2 separate regions of the Lactuca sativa genome follow, and region 2 is linked to region 1. A link is a contact called in public Hi-C data. All regions are on one chromosome and are shown on one strand. The core of a region is the stretch at or near the end of the contact, and the rest is flanking DNA. Distances in the headings are between cores, read along the strand shown. Region 1 holds the start of LOC111904101 (receptor-like protein kinase HERK 1). Region 2 holds the start of LOC111904100 (DNA-directed RNA polymerase V subunit 5A).

Evidence for each region. Hi-C and Micro-C count contacts between places; a contact is called where the count stands out from the background.
Region 2: a Hi-C map of leaf shows a contact between it and region 1, with 5 times the contacts expected there. The contact joins the promoter of LOC111904100 here to the promoter of LOC111904101 in region 1. A contact is called at or near these places in 2 of 4 Hi-C or Micro-C datasets (both in leaf).

What each region holds. Positions count from the first base shown.
Region 1 is chr5:326,809,765-326,812,766 of Lsat_Salinas_v11, forward strand. It overlaps LOC111904101 (receptor-like protein kinase HERK 1), which reads right to left and starts at 1,615. Exons shown (of 1, transcript XM_023899877.3): 1 at 1-1,615. The coding sequence starts at 1,053.
Region 2 is chr5:327,062,700-327,065,697 of Lsat_Salinas_v11, forward strand. It overlaps LOC111904100 (DNA-directed RNA polymerase V subunit 5A), which reads left to right and starts at 1,493. Exons shown (of 4, transcript XM_023899876.3): 1 at 1,493-2,007; 2 at 2,635-2,811. The coding sequence starts at 1,711.

The sequences.
Region 1 (3,002 bases), core at 365-2,864:
TACGAAATCGGAGTAAGACGCCATGGCTAAGCTTCCGCCGAACTTGGTGGAGAGATCGTAATCGGGTAGAACGTTGGAGTCGTCGATGTAGACGTTGAAGTAGAGTGTATTGGCAGAAGTACTTACGATATCGCAAAAATGGAGGCGGACGAGATACTGGAATCCACGATCCACCGGGAACTCCCAGGTGACGTTGAAATTGGCTTTTGGGTCGTTTTCAGATGCCATCGTTGCGGCGGTTCCATAGACGCTGACCGGAGCATCGTCTTGAGTAGCGCCGTCGGGTGGGTATCTAACAGCGGTGGGATTTGAAACATTCGATTCAAAATTCCGGTTCTTTGAATAGCTCAGATCAGTAACCCAAGATCTCCACAATGAATCATTCCTGGATGTGACCACCGGACCACCCATGTTCACCCTAGCAAGCGTCTCCAGCGCCTTATTCAACATCCCTTTGAAGTTTGTCGGAGGGTTGACGGACATTGCATCATCGGGGATCAACGGATCTGGAACCGAAACAACTTCTAAACCATTCAAGAAAGCAAATGAACTCCCGGTAGGTGTAAAGGTGATTTCAAGGTCGCCGGAGGTGACATTTACTGAATATTCTTTGGTCTGAACACTTTCGGCTTTGAAATCGCTCAACAGAGAGTGATCTGGAGTTGAAACGGAGAAAACTGCGGTGGTTAGATTGTAATTACTGGCGGAGAATGGGAAGAAATAAAGACGGATCCAGTGACGACCGCTTTGAGTGATTCGAAAAGTGTATGTAGATGTTTGTGTAAAGATTCTTGCTGTTTTATACAGCGGAGAGTATTCAGATGAAGGAATTGAATTTGCAGAAGTATCAACCAAAACATTTTGTGGGGTTGAAAGAAAACTCGAAGCCAAACTATCAGATAAAAACACCCGATTGCCGATGGTGGTGTTGCTCGGAGATCCACAATCAATCGAATACTTATCCGCCGGATTAAACTGAGAATAACAAGAAGATAAACACAAGAAGAACACAACCCCGATAAACAGTAGCTTCAACCCCACAAAACCCATCATAATAATTCGATTTCAGATGGGGGTTTTCACAATAATCGATAAAACAAAAGGGGTTTGCTTCGATAAATTAGAAATCTAGGGTTCTTGAACCCAGATCAGTAGCAATTAAGAGATCTACTATCCAATACCCATATAAGATTGAAAGAAAATGAAACACCTGACAGATCAAGAACAGCAGATTTGACGAATTAACCAGATGTTAACTGATGCGCTGTGGAGAACAGAGAAGATATTGGGATTAATCAAAGCATAAATCTAGCGAGGAGCCAGCCAGGCCGGTATGAACAGGACGGCAAGCATCAGATGGTGACAGATTGATAGATTCGTTCGGGTTAACGAAAACGATTAATAAAATAATATGAAAAATCAGCTGTGTATTGATAGGATGAAATTTGGGGTCAAAGGGAAATGGTAAGAAAGTTTTGTTTTTTTCCTTTTTTTTCAAAAGGATGATGGAGATTGTTCTTGTTGGTGGTGAGTAGTGGATGAAGACGAGTGTAAAGAGAATCGGAGAAGAAAAAAGATAAAATAGACAACCTCGGTAGAAGCCTGCAATGGCGGAATTAGACCAAAGGAAATGTTTTACTTAGTCACCTTTAACTTTCTAACTGCTCTATATAGGTCCCTTACACTTTTCTTAATTCAAATAAGGTCCACGAAAGCTGTTATTCGCTATAAAGTTTGGCCTTTTGTCCCAATTCATATTCTAGCGTTCGTTTGTTTCCGCATTGATTAGGGTTGTCCATCTTTTTTTTATTTTAATTTTATATATAGTGGCTTTTTTTAAATAATGGGTTCAAGTCCATATCAAACATAGAAATATAGATCCATTAAAAAAATTATTAGTTTTATCGTTAAAAAAATACATCTGAGACTTATGTATTACATAGGTTAATATATATATATATATATATATATATATATATATATATATATATATATATATATATATATAAATGTTTTAATATTTAAGAACTTTAAATTTATAAAAAATAAAAAATAATAATGAATTATTATGATAGAAATAGTTTTTATCTTTTAAATTTAAATAAATAAACAAAAAAAAAACAAATGAGCTTTAATTTTGAGAATTATAAAATTAAAAAATAAATTCATTAATGACATTGATATCCATTTAAATAGTATATTTATTACAATTATTACAATAAAATATTATATGAAATTTAAAAAATAAAAAAAAAAAACTTATAAAATAACATGTAGAAAAAAAAAATTCAAAATAACTATAAAATCACATTTGAAAAATTAAATGAAAATGCAACAAATGACAAAGAGAAAACCTATTATAATAGATTCATTATTACATCCACTTGCTTAATGTATATGAAGTTCAAATTGTTCAGTAGATAATTCTTTTTAATATAAACAATTAATAGATACATGATTTCAAGAAAAATATAAGTTTTACATGCCTTTTGAGGGAAAAATATATAATTAAAAGAGTTGAATAATAATGCCACAATTTATTTATGAAGTAAAAATTCAATACGATAATAGTGAGTATATTTATGTCTGTCCTTAAAGTTATCTTTTTATTAAAAATATCTATATATTTAAAGTTATCTTTTTATTCAAAATATCTATATATTTGTATAAAATAAAACTGCAAGGACAATCTGTATAAAAAATAATTTTAAAATCAAATCTATAATAATAATAATAATAATAATAATAATAATAATAATAATAATAAAGGAATAAAAATATAGTTTAGTTATAATATATTACGATTTCAATCAAATCAAAACCCATATTAGATTCTTGTTTACTTGAATTCAAAGATATGTAGTTAATGTAGATTATGTAAATATATCTTTTTAGTTTTATAGTTGCGTATTAATGAATTAGCTATCTTTTGGTCTATGTGGTTTATTTAAAATTTGTCATATGAATATGACAATAATTATTCTATAATTTTTTACATTGAG
Region 2 (2,998 bases), core at 243-2,742, 250 kb after region 1:
TTAAGAGGCACCACGTCGTGGTCTTCATGGACATCCCTTATTTTCCAAGTTAGCTCAATGATCGCAAAGTTTCAATTTACCACGTCATGGTGGTTGAATTTCACGTTTTAGCCCAAACACAAAAGTCTTCTAGAATTTTTCTTGTTTTCAGATCATTTTGAATGACCTTAATCGGAGTTACGAGTCATGAGTTATGACCAAAATATTGATGAGGGGTCAAGTTGCCATCAATATTATTTTTGTGTACTTTTCAGCACCATTTTCCTCATTTTGCATTACAACTCTCATTTTAACTTTACTTGAATATTTTCAAATATATTAAATATCATATATCTAAAAATGTAACATTTTAATCATGACCTCAAATAGATAGTTAAATAAGGTCCTATCAATAATATAAATTACTAGAAAGATATATATATATATATATATATATATATATATATATATATATATAAATGTTAAGCAAATAATTCTTTAAAAAATTAATTAATAATAACAATAACTATAAATACCATTGAAACATATATTATTTATAAATAATTTATGCGTAGAAATTATTGAAATGAATGAAATTATATATTTTTAATAGATGTCTGTCTTATCGTATATATATATATATATATATATATATATATATATATATATATATATATATATATATATATATATATATATATATATATATATATATATATATATATATATAAATAAGGCATTTTTTCTTTTGCATTTGAAACTCTATATTTTTCAAATAATAATTAACAATTGATTAATAATATTAAACAATGTTTGGTATTTGAAATAATTACAATGATAGAAATTTAAATGTTAAGCAAATAATTCTTTAAAAAATTAATTAATAATAACAATAACTATAAATACCATTGAAACATATATTATTTATAAATAATTTAGGCGTAGAAATTATTGAAATAAATGAAATTATATAGTTTTAATAGATGTCTGTCTTATCGTGTATATATATATATATATATATATATATATATATATATATATATATATATATATATATATATATATATATATATATATATGTTCAAATGAGAACCAAAAAAAGTTAAGAACCGTAAGAACCTCTAATTTTAGATGTTTATAAAGGGTTTAAGGTGTTTATAAAGGGATTAGAGTTTAGGGTTTACGGTTACCCTAAACTCTTTATAAACATTTAAAGTTAGAGGTTCTTACGGTTCTTAACCTTTTTTTGTTCTCATTTGAACCACTCCCTATATATATATATATATATATATATATATATATATATATATATATATATATATATATATATATAATTAATGTTTTATATTAATTTAACATAAAAATATTGTATATCAAAGTGAACTCAATGCTATTGTTTGTAAAATATATAAAATATATATTTATAAATATTTAAATGATATAGTTGTATTTTACATAAACATTTATTTTATGTACTATAAATATTTTAATTATATAGTTGTATTATGCTATTCACCAGAACTACCTTGTTAATGTCAAGGGCAACAAGTTGATCGTAAAAACCCTCTCGAGTCTCGACGTTCGAATTCGCTGTTTGCACCCACCACAATCGGTTTTCAGGAAACCCAACACTGACAAAGTGCACGAATTTCAAAGCAACGTGAATACCTACAACCAAAACACACAAATCCACAGGCCAAACCAAACTACCCACTTTAATTCTACAGAGAAATGGGCGAGAATGGCGCAGATGCCATGGAAACGGAGATGAGTAACGGCGGCGGAGGCGGAGGCGGAGGAGGAACAGGTAGGTGTTTGAGCAGCTTTGTTGACGAAGGTAGCACTGAGAGTCACAGATACTACCTTTCACGTAGAACACTGTTAGAGATGCTCAGAGACAGAGGGTACGATATCTCAAATTCGGAAATCGAGTTCACTCTCCAGCAGTTCCGGGACCTCCATGGTCAAGCTGTCGACGTTGACCGTCTTCGTATCAGCGCTTCTCATGTTTCTGATCCTGATAATAAGGTTTCTGACTACTCTCTCGAACCTTTCCCTAATTCTTTTCGAATCTTTTTTTGAAATCTAAAATGGGTTTGTTCTTTGACAATCAGAAGATAATCTTTCTCTATTTTGGGCGTCCGATTCTTGATTTTGTTAAAATCGTTTGTGATTTTGGAAATTCGCTTTCGTTCTGGTTTCTTGAATACATTATGTCACCAGCCGAATTAGGGAAATCGAATTGATTTATTCTACGATCTTAGAACCGATTGCATGGATTTTAGGACTTTGATGTTTGATTATTGCTTCGAAAATTAGAGGCAAATTTCCTTCCTTCCTCACAAAACAAACAAGAACACACACACACAAGGTGTATTCTTGAACAGGAAATTGATGCATGTCTTCTTTTTGCATTGAACTCAAATCAATATCGATGAAGATAACAAATGCTGCAGAAGCAACAATCTTGGTGCTCCATTTGTAACAAAATCCATGTCAATTGAAATGTGAAATTAGGGCTTCGACCAAAAAAAGACTGGTTATGTTGTTCTTCAATAGAAACGAAACCCACCAAGCAATTCAGTATACATGTTATCTGTTTACATTTTCAGACTGAAAGTTTGAAACTTTCTGCTTTGTTTTTCATGATCACAGATTCTCGCTGTTTTCTGTGGGACGGGTGTGGTAAAAGTGAATGCCATCCGTTGGATTGCAACACAGATCATGAATAAGGAGAGTTTAAGCCGTTTGATAATTGTAGTGCAAAATCACATTACAAATCAGGCTATGAAAGCAGTGGATCTTTTTTCATTCAAGGTCGAAATATTCCAAGTAAGTGTCTTGTTGATTACCCATAAGGGCCCCACTTCTAGAACACTAAGGTTGCGTTTAGTTACAGAAAAACACTTTTCATTTTTCGTTTTTTGTTTTCCCTTTTTGATTTTCGTTTCCCGTTTTCATTTTTCATTGAAATTTTTTGAAAACGCATTTAGTTAAATTTATTCATTTTTCATTTTCA